Regions from separate parts of the Mus musculus genome. Here region 2 is linked to region 1. The links are chromatin contacts, called in public Hi-C maps. All regions are on one chromosome and are shown on one strand. Each heading gives the region's core, a stretch centred on a gene start, on an enhancer-like site or on the middle of the called end of the contact. The rest is flanking DNA. Distances are from core to core; before and after follow the strand shown.

Region 1 (5,003 bases), core at 1,602-4,101:
ACATGGTGGCTCACAACCATCTGTAATGGCATCCGATGCCCTCTTCTGGGGTGTCTGAACACATCTACAGTGTTCTCATATAAATAAACCTTTTGAAAAAAAAGAGAAAAAGAAAGAAAGAAAGTAGTGCCACCTGGGTTTTAGAAATCACTGCATTGTAAAGGTATTGTAAGTGGGCTGGAGAGATGCTCAAAGGTAAAGAGGTCCTGCTGCTCTTCCTGCTGCTCTTGCAGAAGATACAAGTTGGGTTCCCAATGACCACATCAGGTAGTTCAGCTCCAGAGGGATCCGCTGCCCTCTTCTGGCCTCTGTGAGACTGCATGCATGGTGAGACTGCATGCATGTGGGACATATACACACACACACACACACACACACACACACACACACACACACACAGTGAGAGAGAGGCACGTACATACACACAAATAAAATCAACCTTACAAAAAAAGATATTCTAAGTAATTCTTCCAAAATGTGATGGCAAAGTCATTTAAAGTTTTTTTTTTTTTTAAATGTACACATTAATCTTAAATGAAGAGTAGGCGTGTCACCTGCTGATTAGGCTAGATTAGTGGGTAGAAGTGTTCCAGGAGAGATAATATAAAAATAGGATCATTAGTCAAATTTAAATTATTCAAGCCCTGCCAGATAGAGTAGGAACATAATGGGGGACATAGAAACAGCTTCTGACAGTCACCAAGGCACGCATGAGTAGGGAGAGCCACAGGATGGAAAGTGGGGAAACCGAGGAACAGTGATCTTGAGAGGAAGCCTGATGGGCTGGTTGGTTTTTGTCATCTTGACACAAACCTAGACACAGCTGAGAAGACCGGCCTTAGATAAGTCTGTGGGGCATTGTCTTAACTGATTTGGGAGGTCCTAGCCCACTGTGGGCAGTGCCATTCCCCTGGGCTGTTGGTCCCCTGGATGCAGAATGAGCAATCCAGGAAGCAGTGCTCCTCCATGGCCTCTGCTTCTCCTTCTGGGTTCCTGTCTTGAATTCCTGCCTTAACTTCCCTCAGTGATGGACCATGATATGGACCTGTTAGATGAAGATCTCCAAGTAACTTTTGATTACAGTGGTTTATCCTAGCAGTTAAAAACCTAACTAATCCTGACCTCAAGAGGAGCTGGAAACTGAAGGTCTGCCCCTGTGGGCAATACATGGTCTAATCCTGCAACACAGGGCAACTGTGAGCCTCAGTGGTCACAACCCTTTCATATATTGTCACGAATTAGCTGTAAGACAGCGCCATCAAGGACTCTGTGGGAAGGGGAACTAATCTCAGACTTGATCTTATTCTGGCTCTCTAGTTTGTGTCCTTTTGCTACTGAAAACAAAACAAACCCCAAAACACTGTGATTGGTTGTGTGTACATGTGTGTAAGTAAGTATATGTATATGTGTATATTATGTATATATGTATGTATGTGTATGTGTGAGAGCATGCATATGTGTGAGTATGTATGTGTGTGTGAACATATGTGTGTATGTGCATGTGTGTATGTGTGTACATGTGTGTGAATATGTGTGCATGTGTATATTTATGCATGTATATATGTGTGTATGTATGTGTGTGAGTGTGTGTATGTGTATATGGGTGCATTTGCATGTGTGTAAGTGTGTTTGCATGTATGTGTATGAGTGTATATGTGCATTGTGAAAGTGTACATATGTGTGAGTATGTGTGTGAGTGCATGCATATGTGCATGTGGGTGTATGTATGTATGTGTATGAGTGTATATGTGCATTGTGAAAGTGTACATATGTGTGAGTATGTGTGTGAGTGCATGCATATGTGCATGTGGGTGTATGTATGTATGCATATGTGTGTATGTGTATATGTGTATGTGTGTATATGCATGTGAGTGTATATATGCGTATGGGCATGTGTGTGTGAATGTGGTGCATTGGTGTGTAGTGTATGTGTACATGTGAACCTGTGCACACACAGAGCCCAGGAGATGATGCCAGATGTCCTATCATTCTCTGCCTTATTCTCTCAGAACAGGACCCCATATGGAACCTGCAAGCCAAATGGCCCCTCTCACAATGCTGGAGTTACAGGCAAGTGCATGGCCATGTCTAATTTTTTTCCCTGTGGGTGTTGGGTTCTGATCTCAGGTCTTTATGTCTGGATAGAAAGCACTGTAACCCATTGAGCCATCCCTCCAGTCTCTGCTCAAATCTTAATTTTTTAAGCTCTGTTTTTGTATAGGCAACCCCCCCAAACCCATCCCTGTTTTAGCTGGATTGAGTAGCAAAGGAAGCTCTGTAGGCAATCAGTTGCTCAGGTCTCAGGCAGGAAGACACAAATGTAGGGAGGCTGGCTCCGGTTTCGGAGACTTGTTTAGTCAACTCAAGGTTGGGGGAAGGGCACACCAACCCAGGGGTTGTGTCTACCCCTGCCCCTCCTCTCCCTACCTCCCATCTCTGTTTTCCTCTCAGTACAAGGAGGCTGTAGAGGAAGCTGTGAGGGGCTTTTATCTCTCACATCCTAAGCCTACCCAGCAGACAGTCATTACAAAAGAAGAATCTCTCCTGCCAGCTCTCTGGGTGTTTTGGCTACATGTATTTCGTGTACTATGTACACATGCCTGGTACTCTGGAGGCCGGAAGAGGGCTTTAGGTCCCTTAGAACTAGAGTTACAAATGGTTGTGAGCCACCACGTGGGTGCTGAGGATTGAATCTGGACCCTCCAGAAGAGTACCGAGTTCTCTTAACCACTGAGCCAGAGCTCCAATCTTCCTTCCATTTCTTCAAGGCTCACTCTGCTGTGCAGCCCCGGAAGGAGCCATGAAGGGATGTGTCTGGGAGCATGTGTAGACTTCGCTTTCCACACATAGCACACTCTGGTCCTTTCCCAGAATAGAAAAGCAGACAAATAGGTAAAGCTGGTTTAGTCATCAGACACATGGCTGGTCCCCTTTTTTTGCTACGTAATTGCAGTATCTGGCTCCCTGGAAGAACGGCTCTCATTACAATATACAGGAGGGGAAGAAACAACTTGTTACTGACACATGCTGTTTGAGCTGCTAGAGACACGGGGCAGCAAAATCTCACGGTTGGAATTTTGCTTAAAGCAAAGTAGTAATAAGCAAGCAGCATCCCAGCCAACTCTCTCCCTACCTCACAGAGCTTCCTGGAAGCCTCAGACACTGGAGCTTGTGAGAAGCAGGCGATATTGTTGGAGCTATGAAGTCACCTGTCATAGTGCCAGAACTTCTGGAGCCAGGATTCTCAGCTCCACAACCATGTACGACTCCCCAGCTAGCATGTTCCTCTGCACCTGTAGAGGATTACAGTTACCTGTAGAATCACACTTCCTGTCTCCTCTAAGGCTGCACAAGATGAGCCTTAAGGGCTAGGGAGACAGCTCAGTGGTTGACAACCCTTGCCACACAAGCGTGAGGGCCTGAGTTCAGATGCGAGCACATATAAAAAAAAATCTTGGCATGACTCTGCCTACACTCACCTGTAACCTCGCTCTGTGCGAGCAGAAGCAGAGGATCGCTAGGGCTTGCTGACTACCAGTGTAGCTCCAGCTCAGGAGCGACCCTGTCTCAGTGGGATAAGGCAAAGGAGGACAAAGGTGGACGTGCACTGTCCTTCTCTAACCTCCCCACACAGGCACATGGACATCCACACATATGTGTGTGCACACCACACACACACACACACACACACACACACACACGCACGTACACATGCACTTGTACTCATGCATGTAAGTAAAACTTCCTCAGACAACAGGCACACAGGATGAGATACTTCTGACTTGAAGGGTCTTTAGGGTTCTCATCTGTCAACTCTGACAGAGATAAGTCCCGTGGAATGAAGAGGTTGGATCAGAGTGGCCCAGAATATATTAGTTGTCTTAGTCAGTGTTCTATTGCTGTGAAGAGACACCATCACCGTGGTAACTCTTATAATGGAAAACAGTTGATTGGGGCTGGCTTACAGTTCAGAGGTTTAACCCATTCTCATACTGGCAGGAAGCATGGTGGCATGCAGGCAGACATGGTGCTGCAGAGGTAGCTGAGAGTTCTGTATTTGAATCAGCAGGCAGCAGAAAGAAAGTGGGCCTGGCTTGAACATCTGAGACCTCAAACCCCACCCCCAGTGACACACTTCCTCCAACAAGCCACACCTCCTAATAGTATCACTCTCTAGGAGTCTATGGGGACCATTTTCTTTCAAACCACCACAGTAGTCTAAACCTTATAACTTGAACTTGAGTCTGAGTTTCAGTGCCAAGTGGGCTATGTTAGCTATTGTTCTCATGACTGAGACAAAATGGCTGACAAAGATGCCCAAGGAAGGTAGCTTTATTTTGGCTCACAGTTTGAGGGTGCAGTCTGTCATGGCAGGGAAGGCTTTGTGGCAGGAGATCACATGGCATCCACAGGAAGTACAGAGTGATTGTGGTGGCTATCTAGCTTGTCAACTCATCCATACCGAGAATCCACTAAAATCCAAACAGCTGGGCACACCTGTGAGCCATGTTTCTTGATTGGATCATTTGAGGTCAGAAGACCCACCCTAAGTCTGGGCCACACCATCTGGCTGCAGCATCTTTCAATGGACATGGAAGAAGGAAGCCTTGCTTTTTGCCTGCTTGCCCTCACTCTCCCTGGCAAGCCCATCTCTCCTCCTGCCGAGGCTTCCTTCACTGGCAGTTGGAACGGACTTCTCCAGAATCCAACACTGACCAAAGACCAGCGGAGACAGCCAGCCTCAAGGACTGAGCAACTGCTGGCCTTTCTGTCATGACAGCCATTGGTGGGCGAGCCTGACCACAGGCTGTAAGCCATTCTAATCTCCTTTTAATGTATGTAGATGCATTCTGTCAGTTCTCTTCCTCTGGAGAACCCAGACCAGCACAGGGCTGAACAGATGTTCCTCTGGCTTTCTCCTTTCTATTCAACCTGACTTCTGAATCAAGTCCTGTCACTAACCCCAGAGTGTGTCTTCCATCTCAATTAAATGAATCTAGAAA
Region 2 (5,091 bases), core at 1,805-4,304, 360 kb after region 1:
GTGGGCTGCAGCAGGGGCGGTGGGGCCAGCGCTTCGGTCCCAAGGCTTCTGAGCTGGCAGGTGAGGCCACAGAACACTTGCCCTCAGGACACCCGGTGGGTCATCAAGCAGTGCCTAGACCCTGCCGTGGCAGCTATGTGCCACCTCTCTACAGTGTCAGGGACTCCAGAGACCTCAACTTTGCATAACTTGGCAGCTTATGAGAGGAACACATTAAAACTCAGAGCAAGGACTCACCCAGTCTGTAGTGGAAGCCCTGTATAGTGAAAGACTTTGTGTGGATGTGGCGGCCTCCCAAGAGGCTCAGAGAAACTGCAGAAGCCCAGAACTGCCTGTGCCCCCACCTCGGCATCTCGCTCTCTAGGTTGGCCTCCGGACATCCAGCTCTGTGGCCCCCTGGCTACTCTGGAGCTCCTGTCCCTACATGACACAGCACTGTCCTTCCAACCAGGTCTTCCACCTCTACCTCTGACCCACAGACTCCTTCCTAAGAAGACAGTGTCCCTTGTCACTGCTGGGCTATAACTTGACCCTTTCTTACCACCCAGTGTCTTAGACCTGCCTAGGTGCTGTAGTCCAGGCAAGAGACGACAGAAGCCTGATCAGGTTTGGAGAAAAGTAATTATATTTGCTAGACATCTGAGGTAGAATTCCACATCGCTTGGTGGCAGACAGGGTGAAGAAATAAAAAGGAAGAAAATAAGACTTAAAGGTTCCTTGTTTGTGCAGCAGGAAGGGACAGGCATGGCTTGCTGCAGGGGGAGGCATGGCTTGCTGCAGGGGGAGGCTGGCATGATTTGTGGTGGGGGAATGGTCTTAGGGGACAAATGGTTTGTTCAGCATTAGGTTCCAGGGCATCTGGTGGTCACACTAAGCAAACTGCTAGATATATGAGCATGGAACTCAGAGAACTCTTTGAGAAATATATACAGAATAGTCCCTCAACCTGGGACTGTCAACTTATGAGCCACATTTGACAGTAAATGGCAATATGACATGATCTTAAATAGAATTAAAAAAAAACACACACACGTGTAGTTTCTCAGTATAAAAAAGCCCAACACTGAATATAAAACTATCACTTCCAGTCTCGCCACCTGAGTCTCATGCATGGCGTTGGCCACTCCGCACAGGTGTGCCAAGGGAGCAGACGTGAGGTATCTGTGTAGAAGGAGAGGCAGCAAGAAGACTGTCAGATATACTGAGGTCTGCCCAGGATGCATCTCAAACGCAGTCATATAACATGCCTTGCACGTATGAGGCCCCAGGTTCAAATCCCAGCACCTCAGAAAGGTTCCACAAATAGTGAGTGGGACAGACATGCTAGTATCATGTGACTAGACATGTTTTAAGGCTGAAGATATAGCCCCGTGGTGGAGCCCTTGCTTAAGACACCCAAGACCTTAGTGTTACCCAGCACTGAGGAGGTGGGGGAAGAAAGCAGGATGAAGGTGCTTGGAGCTGGGCTGGCAGAGAGGGGGCCGGTGAGAATGTAGATGCACCCTGGAGTGGAGCTTGAAGGTCTAGCATGTCTCTCTTAGAGTCAGAAAGTCATGCCACAGGGAATGATGGCCCATTGCTGTTCTCAAAAGACTTAGACGGGATGATGGCAAAAAACTTCACACAAGTTCAAGATGTAGCCAGAAGGTGACTCATGAGAAGAGCCACAAGGGAAGACCCTGGAGACCAAAGGTGAGAAAGTCTACCACGCACCACAAGCACAGAGGCCAGCCCCACCATGAACAGTTCAGTGTGTAGACCATACTGACACAAGACCACAGGGCCCGACTGTCCCACCAGCAGAAGGCTGTAGCGAGCTTTCTTCCCCTCCTCAGCACTGAGAGACAGGGCCCTAACTGGGAAGTCTGGTAAACAGTAAGTCTGGCCCAATCTCAAAACTGGATTCAGAACCCCTCCAGCTATCCATCTGAGAGCTCGCTGCCCTCCAGAGCATGGCATGGCCATGTGTACAAGATGAGTGTGGGCATCTGTAGCTGGCAGCCTTCCCTGACTAACCTGGATGGTCCCTGAAAACTAACTTCCCTTTCTTTAAAATAAACAAGTGTATCAATGCTTGGAGAATGTTACACTCTGTGCTTAGATCACACTCACCCTTCCTCCTACAGCTGCCCACGACCCTATCCACTCCCACACCTCTCTACCCACCCAGCCTCATGCTCTTTCTTGCTCTCTCTATTTTTTTAAAACCCATCCAATTTATTCTGTCCAAATTCTCTGGGGAGTGGGGGCTGGTCCTGGATAGCAGTTGACTTGCCAGGAGGCACATTCTGAAGGAAAAGCTGACTCTCTCCAGGCAGCTCTCACTTGCCAATACCTCCTCAGCTAGAGGTGGGACTCATGACCACACCCTTTCTCCATGCTGGGATTTTCGTCACCTAGGTTGTATAGGTTTTGCATGCTGTCACCATCACTGTGAGTTCCAAGAGCATCTGTCCTGCTGTGTCTGGAAGGCAGTCTCCTTGAATTCAACCTCTGCCTCTGGCTCTCAGACCTTAATGCTTCCTGAGCCTTGGAGGTGGGTATGAAGGACCCACTACTGCTATCAGTATGAAACAAGTCCTGACAACTCTTGTACCCACAAATCAGTGCATCTCTGAAGCCTCATCAGAGAATCTACTTCTTACAGTAGATGGCGATTAACACACAGAGTATAGGAGCCTGTGGTTCACTCAGTCTACACTGGGATCCTAAGTCCATCAAAGAAGCACCATGGTGCGCTGGCTTCCCAGGGGCTGGTTTAGTCAGCAACGCCTCCTGCCAACAAGGTGGTGGGTGCTTCCTTCCACAATGGTGTCCATGATCCAAGCAGTGGCCACTGGTGACTGCCCGGGATCAGGTGACGGAGGATGCTGGGCTTATCCATGACAGTGGTATATGCTCTATTCTCTCTTTTAGATTTCACAACAGTACTACACAGAATGAGAAACCCAGCAGGCAGACAGCTGGGGGAACTGGCTCAGAGCCACAGAGGCAAAGGAGGTGCTCTGGAGATCCCAGTCTCTCACTATACCCATGAGTTCTCTGTGCCTCCCTGTCCCTCACACCCGCGCTTGGGGAGATGAGCTGGGGCTGATTCTGAATGACAGGACTGTGGGGCTGGGAGCAGAACTTCTGCTGGAGATTCCAGCTGCTGCTACCACCCCCCTCCCTCACCCGCTCACCCCCACTCCTGCTCTGGGCTCCTCTCTGTCCTCCCTAGGAAGCAAAGCTGCTCTGTGTCTGGCTGAGACTCTAACCTTCACTGATGTCCTTCCACTGGCCCCTGTAAAGAGGCTCCATTAGATGCAGACACGGGCTTCCGCACAGCCCCCGTGTGGAGGGTTTTAAAAGCAGTAGAGGCGACTCTCAAGTGTGCAGGCATCCAAGCAGGAAATGGGCAGAGCTGTCTCTCAAGAGCACTCTGCTTCTTTTCCCAGCTCCTTCCTCTAACTCAGCCTGGAGGCTGCACTTCTACAGATGGAGATCAAAGTCAGCAGCCACCTTGGAAAACAACTCCTGGCTCAGACTGTCAGGACTGAGACAGATGACAGTGAGTGCCATGGGGTGGAAGGCTACGGAAGGACAGACCAAGCAGTGGTGCGCTGGAGTGCAGGGAGCCTGAGGAGAATTAGCAGTTTGTGTTAAGGAGTTTTAGGTTTTAAAGTCCTGGTTTCTCATCTCCTTAATCACCTGGAATTAGAGAGTTTCTCTCCTGTCCTGGAGTTTGTAAACTCTCGATCTTTTTCTTTAATCTACAGCCTTTGTGCTTGACCCACAGACTGGTCATCAAGGTGCTTGGAGCGGCCAGAGGCTACATCTTAAAGAACGTCACAAAGCCAGAATGGTGAAACAGCAGAGAGAACAGTGTTGTTTAAAGAGAGACTTACGGGGTGGGGCAGGAGAGTAGCAGCAACGCGCCGCCATGACACTGCTTCTATCCCAGCAGAGAGGGACCATCTGATACAGGACTCAGTCATCTCAACAGGACTGTAAACGTGACAGTGACCTGACCTTGGCGTGTGACATCCTCCTGATCTAAGTATCACATGACTCGGGTGGTCAGTGAGCATCAAATGAAACGGGCCTGGGGAAGCACCTATCACAGGGAAATACCCAGTAAAACTGCCCCCTCCCTGTCACAGAGCACAGTAACACGGGTCATATTCGTGGCTGATTTGCACTGCCTGTGGCTGTAAGAACACATTACAGACCCCCAGACTCATCTCACAGTACTGAATATTTATTATCAGATATAAAGGGAAGCAAGTGAGTGAGTGAAAGTAGAGTACATGCAGAGACAGACAGACAGACAGACATATCTGTGGTAGTTAACCTTCCTTGACAACTTGATGCCTTAAATTGCCTTGGACAGCAAGGTATCTCAAGAGCTGGGAGCCAACACTGAACAAAGAGGAGACAGATGGGTGCTGGTATTTATGTCTGTCTGTCACCTTCCTGCTGACGTAATGGGGACAGTCATCACCTCACACACACTCCTGCACCCAAGCCTACCCACTGCGACAGACTATATTCTTCTAACTGAAAGCCAAAATAAACACTACCAAAAGTAGCTTTTCACCAGGTATTCTGTGAGAAGAATGAAATAACTATCGATTTAGACACATATGTAACATGTGCATAACCATCCAATCTGTCGTTCCCAGCATATATATATATATATATATAAAACATGGGTGTAGCCATCCATTGCTCCCAGCATGCTCAGCCTCCCGCTGCTCACTACCTAGCCAACTCCAGATGTACCCAAGGCAAAACCTGTTCTCATGTGTTCCTAGGCGATGCCCAACAAGCCTTTCCCGCCCTCCCTGAAGATTCTGTGACCCAGTTACCCAGCTCTCCTTGGTCATGCCCCTGCCTCACATGGCCCAGGCAGGCTGCGTCCGTAGCGTACATCCCTTGAAAACACCACAGCCACGTCAGCAGAGTGTCACAGAGCAGGGGACAGAGAGGCAGCCGCTCACCTGCAAAGCCTGCCGGACGATTCGAGAAGTGTAGGTCAGCATGCCCAGTAGGATGTCGAGCAGGGAGGCCAGCAGTGTGGACGCCGGCTCCGTGTTGGTTTTATTGTCC

Evidence for each region. A called contact is a pair of places that touch in the nucleus more often than the background predicts.
Region 2: a Hi-C map of cerebral cortex shows a contact between it and region 1, with 1.5 times the contacts expected there. The contact joins two enhancer-like sites.

The regions. Positions count from the first base shown.
Region 1 is chr9:120,712,895-120,717,897 of GRCm38.p6, forward strand. No RefSeq gene overlaps it. Among named protein-coding and RNA genes, the nearest start is that of Gm39458, 40 kb to the left of the region's middle. Within about 2 kb of position 2,852, at least 20 of the 459 cell types and tissues checked have an H3K27ac peak or open chromatin away from gene starts, as enhancers often do. A contact at or near this core is called in cerebral cortex, where this site is marked.
Region 2 is chr9:121,076,582-121,081,672 of GRCm38.p6, forward strand. Ulk4 (unc-51-like kinase 4) reads right to left here. Exons shown (of 37, transcript NM_177589.3): 33 at 4,983-5,091. Among named protein-coding and RNA genes, the nearest start is that of Gm34945, 100 kb to the left of the region's middle. Within about 2 kb of position 3,055, at least 23 of the 459 cell types and tissues checked have an H3K27ac peak or open chromatin away from gene starts, as enhancers often do. A contact at or near this core is called in cerebral cortex, where this site is marked.